Regions from separate parts of the Zea mays genome. Here region 2 is linked to region 1. A link is a contact called in public Hi-C data. All regions are on one chromosome and are shown on one strand. The core of a region is the stretch at or near the end of the contact, and the rest is flanking DNA. Distances in the headings are between cores, read along the strand shown. Region 1 holds the start of LOC606428 (phosphoenolpyruvate carboxylase kinase 3). Region 2 holds the start of LOC100194200 (auxin response factor 8).

What was found. Hi-C and Micro-C count contacts between places; a contact is called where the count stands out from the background.
Region 2: a contact with region 1 is called in a Hi-C map of bundle sheath, with 2.6 times the contacts expected there. The contact joins the promoter of LOC100194200 here to the promoter of LOC606428 in region 1. A contact is called at or near these places in 2 of 25 Hi-C or Micro-C datasets (bundle sheath and tassel).

The regions. Positions count from the first base shown.
Region 1 is chr5:190,263,253-190,268,775 of Zm-B73-REFERENCE-NAM-5.0, forward strand. LOC606428 (phosphoenolpyruvate carboxylase kinase 3) reads left to right here and starts at 2,425. Exons shown (of 2, transcript NM_001112303.2): 1 at 2,425-3,335; 2 at 3,436-3,867. The coding sequence starts at 2,717. The coding sequence ends at 3,491.
Region 2 is chr5:190,710,214-190,715,814 of Zm-B73-REFERENCE-NAM-5.0, forward strand. It overlaps LOC100194200 (auxin response factor 8), which reads left to right and starts at 2,146. Exons shown (of 3, transcript NM_001349854.1): 1 at 2,146-3,354; 2 at 3,445-4,424; 3 at 4,524-5,257. The coding sequence starts at 2,281. The coding sequence ends at 4,593.

The DNA of each region.
Region 1 (5,523 bases), core at 1,175-3,674:
GATCTGCCCATTATAATTTGTGTTATGATTGTAACTAATTGTAAAGGACATAAATGTAATTTTGACCGGGCTGCGTCCCGTGCCTATAAATAGGTGAACAGTAACCACATACTATTCACGCTGACTTTATTCGCTCGTGCGTCATGCTTGAAACCTTTACCTTCTGTCAAGCCGAAGATATTAATGTAATTCAATATTGTTCTCATTCGTTTGTGATGATATAATAAAGATAAGAAAAAAGACCATATGATTACTCATGTTATTTTTCATGTTTAATATGTTTTTTCCTTCATTATCGTATACTATGTTGATAAAGATACGTTCTTTATGCCCTTCGTCCGAAGATTGTTATATCCTAAGGGAAATAATATTTCGAAGGACTTTAACCATTAACCTCTTTTCTGTGTTGCCTTGTTCTGTACGGGAGCCTACTCTATCCGGTTGTCGTGCGTTACTGCAGAAGGAGGGAGAGAGAAGGCAAGCAGCTGTAGGTATAAAAAATGATGTAATATGTGATAATTGTTATAGAGTTTATGTATATAGTAAATATGACTGCATTATATTTGTATAGAGTGAAGAATCTTGCTTATAAAGATAAAATATCTCTTTTAGAGTACTCCCTCCGTTTCGTTTTAGTTGTCGCTGGATAGTGCAAAATTGAACTATCCAGCGACAACTAAAAAGAAACGGAAAAAATACTTATTTAGAGTAATATAAGTGCGAATAGTGGACGTGGAGGTTTTTTTTTTGGTTCTGGTGCGGCTGCAGCCTGCTTATCGTTGGCTCCTCACCCGCAGCCGTGGGCCCCACCGAAGAGGAAGGTGGGGGCCGACGGGCCCACACAACTGAAAGCCGTCTGCGTCGATGCGGCCATCATGGTCATGCACTGCATTCCGAATCGATTGAGACGGGTTACAGATCAATAAACAAGTTTGCCTTTGTTAGCAGACAACGATGTCTTTAGCTACGTGATCAGATTGTCTCCAGCTCTACATCTAACAGCTCCTGGGCGTATCAAACGAGAAAAAAAATAAACAAATGGGTTGTAGGAAAAAAATCTCAGCGCTCCAAAAGAACTGTTACAATTTTTTTTTATAAAAAAAAACAAACTATCGTAAAAGTGCAGTGTTTCTTTAGACATGCATACTGCAAGGTGACTGTAATAACAACGTTTCCATATTGCTGCTTTGCGCCGAACAAAAAAAAACAGCAGTAAAAGGAGGAGATTGAATCATCGATGACCCTTTTTGACGCGAAGTGAATGGATTTTCCACGCAGCGCGCGCAATGATGTTTGGTTTTCTTTTCCTTCACGGAACCATCTTTTGGTGAATCGGACGGCACCATTTATTTTTGGAAAGCCCCAATTACCCGAGCTTATTATGGGGCGCATAATTGGTGCTGCTGCCTGCTAGTGGTTGGTTGCCCACGCATCAGATTGCCCACAAAATTGTTGCTCTACCGAAAGCGGCCCCACAACCAAATTACCTGCGGCTTGTGACTACGGACGTTTGGCCATCGAGTCCCTCGCTTGTGGATTTATTTATTATTATCCAAGCATTTTATCCGCTCGTTATTCTAGCACTTTATATAAAATCAATTTCTCGATCTTGGATCTTATTCCCTGCCAAGAACGCTTGCCAAATTATATTGTTTCTAAGGTTAATAATAAGAAACACGAGACGGAAGCGAAATAATCTAATTGCAGAGCAGGGAATCGAACCGAACGAAACCACCTCGGGCCAACCAAAGCTTACCATTTCTCCCCAAGACCACGCAGCACAAACCACAAAAGCAAAACGCTTTTGAGCACAATCCCGGTTATACCCCCCATTTCAGAATATGCTCTTTTTTTTGCACTTCCAGTTTTCTTTTGTGACACCAGTTAAGTCTTCAATAATGACATATCAGTTTATGACCTGTTAGTACTGAATTTGAAATCCAACCATAGTCGATTGCGTGATAACATTTTTTTCTCCTAATGTCTCCTATATTTACTGTTTTTGATCAACTTCCATGTTTTAGCAAATTCGATATCCTATGTAATTTATTTACGATTCATCTCATCCACTTCTATGCCACATATGTCATTTTTGGTTATATTTCTACTCTCCCAATTCCTTTATAATTTCGTCACTAGATTCATTCTGCATACTGTACCAGTCTATCGTAACGGTTGCTAATTATGGTCTAATTTATTTGAGAGAGGAGGGGAAAAAGACTCATGTGACAGAGCTCCCAACAATGCTACGTAAAGGTTTATCGAGCTGAACCTTACTAGGTCTGCCAAGGAGGGCATAACCGGGATGAGAGAAAACCCCTGTTCGCTCGCGGTCCCTGTCTAGGCCGGATCCGAATATTCCCCCCTGGACATAGGTTGTGCCTCGTGTCTTTAAATAGGCCACCGCCCTTCTCCCATCGAGCCAACCCAAACAACAGAGAGAGATTTCTGAACTATGAGTGCGGAGCTGAAGAGGGACTACGAGATAGGCGCGGAGATCGGTCGTGGCCGCTTCGGGGTGGTCCACCGCTGCACGTCCCGCGCCAGCGGCGAGGCCTTCGCCGTGAAGTCCGTGGACCGGTCGCGGCTGGGCGACGACCTCGACCGCGAGCTCGCTGAGCTCGAGCCGAAGCTGGCGCAGGTCGCCGGTGCGGGCAACCCGGGCGTGGTGCAGGTGCACGCGGTGTACGAGGACGAGGCGTGGACGCACGTGGTGATGGACCTGTGCGCGGGGCCGGACCTGCTGGAGTGGGTGCGCATCCGGCGCGGCGCGCCCGTGCCGGAGCCCGTGGCGGCCGCCATCGTGGCGCAGGTGGCGCAGGCGCTCGCGCTCTGCCACCGCCGCGGGGTCGCCCACCGCGACGTCAAGCCGGACAACATCCTCATCGACGCCGCCGCCGCCGCCGCCGGGACCGACGGCGACGGCGACGGCGAGGACGAGGAGGAAGAGGGCGGCGACGGAGAGGCCGAGGCGGCGCCGCGCGCGCGCCTGGCGGACTTCGGGTCGGCGGCGTGGGTGGGCGCCGGCGGGCTCGGGCGCGCGGAGGGCCTGGTGGGGACGCCCCACTACGTGGCGCCCGAGGTGGTGGGCGGCGGCGAGTACGGCGCGAAGGCGGACGTGTGGAGCGCCGGCGTGGTGATGTACGCGCTGCTCTCGGGCGGCGCGCTCCCCTTCGGCGGCGAGAGCGCCGCGGAGGTGCTGGCGGCCGTGCTGCGGGGCAGCGCGCGCTTCCCGCCCCGGCTGTTCGGCGGGGTGTCCCCCGCGGCTAAGGACCTGATGAGGCGCATGATCTGCCGCGACGAGTGGAGGAGGTTCACCGCCGAGCAGGTCCTCGGTGAGTGTTATGTTCCCCCACAGCCTCTCTCTTGTGATCCCCACCTTGGCTTGGTAGTTAGTACAGGTTTCTAACAGATATGCCGCTCGTAATAATGCAGCTCACCCGTGGATCGTGAGCGGCGGCGGAGCCCGTGGCATGGAGCGGCCAACCTGAGGCGGCGCGCGGCATACCATACCAGCAGACCATGGCGGGCGGACGTGTATTGCCGTAGAGACACAGATACGGCAAGGAATCCCGACGTTATGTGCAGAGGTTTTGTTACGTGCGTACGGACCAGAGAAGGAGAGACGGCAGCTGCTGCCGGCTGCAGAGTAGCATCCGTAGTCGCAGACTCGGTAGCAGAGCAGAAGGATCGGCAAGAAGCTTTAGTAGGCACTAGGCAGGCATTTGGTTTTCCTCAGCCCACCGGGAGATGCTCTTTACCTATGAGCACCCAGTCCTTTTTTGGACGTGCTGGTAGCTGGATGTGTATATACACTGACCGTCTTTGTACAAACCGAGTGGTTGAATAAATAAATAAATAAATAAATGAATGAATGAATATAATCCGGACTTTGTAGTTCACGTACATGTTCATGCGTTTCTGATACTACAAGGTGTGGAAAAACATTTCAGTTCATCAGGGAACACCCCCTCTCCACTTTCGAGCTTGAGCAAGAGCAATACTCCTTCTGTTGTGTGGCTTGAGAGTGTGCAATTAGAAAAGGTTCTAGAGCTTGAGTACGAGTTAGCTTTCAGCCTCAGGCTGTGACTGGTATTCCATCTCTAACCAGACACTTTCTATCTACTCGCCCTGGCCCTGCTACCTCTATACTGGGTGAGTGGATCAGTTTTTTTTTTTTTTGGCTCGACACTGTCAATCTTGCAAGGAACTCTACGGAAATTGCCAAGTTATTTTTTTCCCTCCCCTACGACTGACTGACGGAAAAGAGCCAATAACCCGGCAATTTCCTGTTGGTTCCGGCTCCACGGCGTACCTTTTTCTCACCTTCAGTTCGTCCCCCCGGATCCTCCCCTCCCCATCCACGTTTGCTTCAACGAGATCCAGCGCGTGCGAGCGGTCAGCGACTCAGCGTATCACGTTTTGCGTGCGCGCGGACTCGTCCCGTCCGGTCCGGCCGTACGAACAAGACCGCTGGCATATTCGGCGAATCGCCGGCCCGCCCGCCCGCCCGCCAGCCCGCTGTTGTCTTCTTGCGCGGCAGCTAGGGTATTTTGGTTGGACTAAGAGAAATCGAAGGTACGGTCATAGTTTGTATAGTTTTTAGATGAGAGTTATATGAGAGCGAGTTAAATATTAAAGTAATTTTTATTGACAATCGATACTTTAAACTTAAACCAAACACACTCCTAGATACCCAAACAAGCCAAAAAAAATGAGACGTGGCGGGGGCTCGGCTCCCTCGACGGCGCCTCGTCCGCGTCGCCGTTTCGCTTTGGTGCCATATAATATAAGCAGTTGCCCCGTCCCGTCCTCTTTGAGAGGCCCTCTCGCCTGAGTATTTGTCTAGGGCGCGTCCGTCCGCGATCGGCTTCCACTTCCTTCATGGGGGCTTGCTCGTTGGATTCGATGACACGTCCAGCACTCAACCGGCGGTCTACCCTCTACCGTCCTCGACCTCCATTATAAACATGAAATATACTTTTATTAAAATTGATCAGCAGCAGCTGGCGCCTGGGGGTCGTACCGGAAACTAGTCGTGAATAATGCAGGCCCATGAGCCGTAGCAGCGTGACCCTTACCATCGAATCTAGTCACCTTCATTACCGTCGATAAAATTCAAGTACTACTCCAGTATTATTTTATTTCGGGATGTTTAGGAATCTTTCGAACAGAAATATTGCGTCTTGACATCATAGACCGAACTTGGTTGGTTGGAATCACACACACGGCACCCAACACCTGGGCCGCTGTCAACAGGGGAAAGAGACGGCAAAAACTGTCTGTTGCTTTCGTCACTGCTGCCGAATACGAGCCTTAGTGATGTTTGAATGCACTGAACCAATAATTAGTGGACTAAAAATCACTAAAAATCATCAGTAGAATTAACTAGCTAATAAATACTTAACAAATCATTAGCTAATTTACTAAGAATAGCTAAACTATTTTTAGTGGCTAGCTCTAAATGCATTCAAACACCCCCAACGTCCTTAGCGTGATAGGGACAGATTGCATGTTAACTCA
Region 2 (5,601 bases), core at 896-3,395, 450 kb after region 1:
GGCTGGTCTGCACTCCTGTCGCATTACATGTCCAGTTAGGAGTTGACAAACAACGTGCGAGAACAGTGGTCGCACGCGTAATCACAGTTGGTGAATCTATGATAAGACCGCGTCTTGTTGCTCCTGTACACCTGCAGCCCTGCGTGAGGTAGGTACGCGCATTGAATGCGACTGTCTCCCAGCGGCCTTCGGACGAGCCTTGCCACATGTTTTATCCTTCTCGCCGTCCGAGACGGACTCGGGCTCGGGCGAGGCGGACACTGTTGTCCTAGGGTGATGGGCCTCGGTCAGAACGGATATTGTTTCGAGTTCGTGCCCCATCCGAGATCAGGTTCGTGCGAGACAGAGTTTTGAGAAGACCCCCGATGTGGACCTCGGACGAGGCGGAGTTCTTGATTCCTTCACCTTGGAGGATGTATAGGGTTTTAAGTGCGTTTTAGGGTGTAATCTGGGTACCCTAATTTTCATACCAAACAAAAACTAAATAACAAAATCTATTTTACTTAAAAATTTATAAGTTTGAATTAAACATTATCGAAAACAAGAACTAATATGACATTGGATGGATGGAGGGAATGTCATGCTTATTCAGACATAAAAAAATTCATATGGAAGCTTTGTTTTATCTTTTTGAGTGTATGTAAGCTTTTATTTGAGATTCTGTTCCACACTTGACTTGCACGAACCAGGAACCCCACAAGTAGTGCTGGGAATCTGGGCCGGGCTTTTTGGGCCAGCACGAGCACGACCCGAAAATAAGAGCCCAAAGCACGGCCCGACACGAAATAATATGGGCCGAGCTAGCACGGCCCGAAGTCGGGCCTGGGCCGGGCCTCAAATTCCGACCCGTCGGGCCCCCAGCACGGCACGCATAGATGGGCCGGGCTTGGGCCGACACGACCCAATTGAGCCCAATCTATTTAATTTCTTTAATTTAGTAAGATATCGACTGTATATTGTTGTTATATTTGGAGTTTATGTGGTTAAATGATATTATAATTGTTTAATATCTTTAATTTAGTAAGCTATGAATTTTATATGATTATAATATTTTGATTTTATGTGGTCAAATATACGGGCCGGGCTTGGGCCGGCACGGCCCAACGAAGGCACGACGTGGTTTAGGGCCGGGCTGGGCCACTGTTTTTACACTTCGGGCTGGCACGACACGACCCAAAAAATATTTGGGCTTTCCTGGCCCGAACCCGTTTGGCACGAAGCACGATGGGCTTGGGCCGGGCTGGCCCGGCCTGGCCCAATTCCCAGCACTACCCACAAGCCACAGCATCGATCGATGTTCCACATATAGATGTCCAAATAGTGCGGGCCGCCCGTTTGGCCCGTGGCACGACACGAATTTAGCCCGGTCTAAACACGGCCCGGCACGGCCCGTTTAGCGGGCCGGGTATGGGCAGATACGACGACCCGCGTGCTTTGGCCCGGCCCGGCTCGATAAATAGGTCGGCCCGACGACGGCCCGCATATTTATGTAAATACTAAATATGTAAATGCATTTAATTCTCTCATAGTATGTAAATACTAAATACGCGACCAAACATATATAAAATGCATACATAAATATAAAATGCATACATAAATATTTTGTTGTCTTAATATATATAAATAATATGTTATTATATATGATTAATTTTGTTAAATATATGTATTTATATACCGTTCTACTGTTGGTTCGGGCCAGTGCCCGGCCCGGTCCGTTGAGGCCCACCAGGCCAACGGGCCGGCCCGGCACGTTTTTTTCTGTGCGTGCCGGATTTGGGCATGTCCTTAGGCACGTGGGCCAGCCCGACCCGGCCTGAAACATCAACGGGCCGTGTTTGGCCCGGCCCTATTCGTACCGGGCCAAAACAGGTTCAGACTGGGTCCGTATCGAGTGGGCCGTTTAGACATCTATAGTTCCACACGAGTGTTCCTCGATCTCCATGTAACCAAGACCACTACCCCGATGACGCATACCGAAATTCACGGGCCTCAAACTTCCACACAGCTCCACGCATACGTCGATCCACTGGTACTCATCGCTGTTTCCTACACGACCGTCCGCACATCATCCTGACGGCCTGTCTCCCACCCACTTCCAGTCGCCGAACGGGTTATAAAAAGTCACAACGGGCTGGGTTTACTCCTGCTCGTTACCGTGAGAACACGCAGCTCCGTAGCTCAGTTACACACGACACCCGCTCGTCTTCGTCAGTTCGTCTCCTCCACCTCTGTATCCCTCTCACTCCACCGGCCGCCGGCCCTCGCATCGGCGCGTTCCCAATGATCACATTTGCGGACCTGACGGAGCCGGCCGCCGCCGGCGCCGAGCGGTGCGTGGACCGGCAACTGTGGCTGGCGTGCGCGGGCAGCATGTGCACCGTGCCGCTTGTTGGCGCCAGCGTCTGCTACTTCCCGCAGGGGCACGCGGAGCACGCGCTCGGTCTCGACGGTGCGGCCGACCTCTCCGCGGCGCGCGTACCGGCGCTGGTCCCCTGCCGCGTCACGGCAGTGCGCTACATGGCTGATCCAGACACCGACGAGGTCTTCGCCAGGATCCGCCTCGTCCCGCTACGCGGCGGGGAGGCGCACGCGGGTGGCCTCGATGACGATGTGGCCGCGGCGGACGAGCAGGAGAAGCCGGCGTCGTTCGCCAAGACGCTGACACAGTCCGACGCCAACAACGGCGGCGGGTTCTCCGTGCCGAGGTACTGCGCGGAGACCATCTTCCCGCGGCTTGACTACGCCGCCGACCCGCCCGTGCAGAACGTCGTCGCCAAGGATGTGCACGGGACCGCCTGGAAGTTCCGCCACATCTACCGGGGCACGCCGCGCCGGCACCTGCTCACCACTGGGTGGAGCACGTTTGTCAACCAGAAGAAGCTCATCGCCGGGGACTCCATCGTGTTCCTCCGCGGTGACAGCGGGGACCTGCACGTCGGCATCCGGCGCGCAAAGCGTGGGTTCTGCGGCGCTGGTGGGGGCGGAGGCGACGAGGCCCCTACGCCCGGGTGGCATCATTACGCCGGCCTTATCCGAGGTAATGTGAGCCCTTGCGCGGCTGCCAAGGCACGGGGCAAGGTGCGACCAGAGGACGTGGCCGAGGCGGCGAGGCTGGCGGCTGCCGGGCAGTCGTTTGAGGTGGTGTACTACCCTCGCGCGAGCACGCCCGAGTTCTGCGTTCGCGCCGCCGCGGTCCGCGCGGCGATGAGGGTGCAGTGGTCCCCAGGGATGCGGTTCAAGATGGCGTTCGAGACCGAGGACTCCTCCAGGATCAGCTGGTTCATGGGCACCGTCGCCGGCGTCCAGGTCACCGACCCCATCCGCTGGCCGCAGTCGCCGTGGCGCCTTCTTCAGGTATGCAGCAGAGGTGCTACTTAACAGCTACCATACCAACAAAAGCTTTGCGCTTGGTGCTCACTTGTTGAATTGGCGATTGCGCTGCAGGTGACCTGGGACGAGCCGGACCTTCTGCAGAACGTGAAGCGGGTGAGCCCATGGCTGGTCGAGCTGGTGTCAAGCATGCCGGCCATCCACCTCGCCTCCTTCTCGCCGCCGCGGAAGAAGCCCCGCATCCCAGCGTACCCCGAGTTCCCCTTCGAAGGGCAGCTCCTTAACCCGGCGTTCCCGCCCAGCCCACTGCCACACGGCCAGCAACACCACCACAATTTCCTTCACGCCCACCCACCGTCGTTCTTCCCGTTCCCGGACGGCAGTGCTCCTGCAGCCATACAGGGAGCCAGGCATGCGCAATTTGTTCCATCTTTATCAGATCTCCACCTTATCCACCTGCAGTCGAGCCTGCTGTACCCTGGGCTCCGCCGTCCCGACCATGTCGGTCCGACGATCCCTATCCCGTCGGGAATCAGCACCGACCTGACCATCGGAGGCGCACCGGCGCGCGACGGCGTCCCGTGTGCCCTGTCCGTCGGTGCCAGCAAGCAGAACCCCGACGCCGTCAAGCCGGCGGGGCTGGTGCTCTTCGGACGGACCATACTAACCGAGCATCAGATGAGCCTCAGCAGCTCCGGCGGCGCCACCTCCCCAGCGGCGACTGGTAACAGCTCTCTGTGCTGGACCGCCGAGAAGGGCCCCAATGTCTCGGAGGGCTCGGGCTCGGGCTCGGGCTCCGGCGTCATCCAGAACAGCCCGACCGGCAAGAACACGTCGTCGGAGAGGCTGCCGTGGTTCGGGGACGGCAGCAGCCAGCAGGCCTCCGAGCCCGGTCTTGAGCCCGGACAATGCAAGGTGTTCGTCGAGTCCGACACGGTCGGCCGCAACCTCGACCTGTCGGCGCTGGGCTCGTTCGACGAGCTGTACGGCCGCCTGTCCGAGATGTTCGGCGTCGAGGGCGCGGAGATGCGGAGCCGCGTGCTGTACCGCGGCGCCACCGGTGAAGTGAGGCACGCCGGCGACGAGCCCTTCAGGTAACTAGCAATCGAGCCCTTCAGATAACGTTTGCCTGCAGCTGACGCAGCGTGAATGACCGTACGAGCTTATTATGAACAATTGCTCTGCCGTTTCAGCGATTTCGTCAAGTCGGCACGGAGGATCACGATATTAACCGATGCTGGGAGCGACAACCTAGGAAGCTAAGTGAGGAGCAGTGAACCAATTCCAGCCGCGAGTACTGACTAGCCAAGTAGCTAGTGTTTGGTTACAGGAACAGCATAGGATGAATTTTTTGTTGTTGTTGATGTTTGGATTTGGACAAGAGACACCAAGAGTCACGGTCACGAACGTCCCAAGTAGAATAAATATTCGCTTGAGACCTGGGCCACGAGCTTCTTCGCGTGAAGAGGAGACAGCAACCGCAGTGAGGGAGGAGAAAAGGTGGCCGTCGGCGAGGTTGAGTGGCCGCACGGGGGAGCTTCAGCCCCCCGCCGTGCGGGTGATCTCCGGCTGGCCGCCACGCGGGCGAGCGTGGGGGGAGCTTGGGCCCTGCTGCCGCGCGGGCAACCTCTGGCGGTCTGGCCCACGCCCACCATCGCGCAAGGCGAGCGCGGGGGAACTCCGGCAGTCAAGCCCCCAGCGGCCCTCCTCGTCGCTTAGAGAGGTGGGGCCCCGTATGTCATATGGTTGATCTCATTGTTTTTTTTTTGTCTTAAAACCAAATAAAAAAGTAGTCATTCCGTCTCTTTTGAACCAAACAAAGAGAAATTATCGTTCCGTTACAGCTCTGTACTCCGAAGGGAGATGTCGCCGTGGCAGGTCGTAGGCAATGCCATGCCAAAATGATTAGGCAGTTCGCTGTTCGATTTTGTGTCCATCCAAAATCACTGTACAACGTGGGGGTACGGTGGTAACCCTATTGTTCAACTTATTCCTTCTCTGTATCCTCGTTCGTTCCGATGCACTTCGTCGTTTGGCGTTTTCGTACGCTTGCGGCGGACCCCTGTGCTGTGACAGACCACTCATCATCGGTGCTTGATGAATGGCCTTTGAAAACCATCACGGCAGATCGCTGCCCACGCTACACGCTCCGTCTCCGTGGCCTCACGGCTCCAGGCGACTTGGCTGTTGCCTAGCCTGTCTCTGCCTCTGCCTCTGCCTCCCTCATCCCTCTGCGTGCGTGCTGATGATGGTGAGTGAGGTCACTCAAAA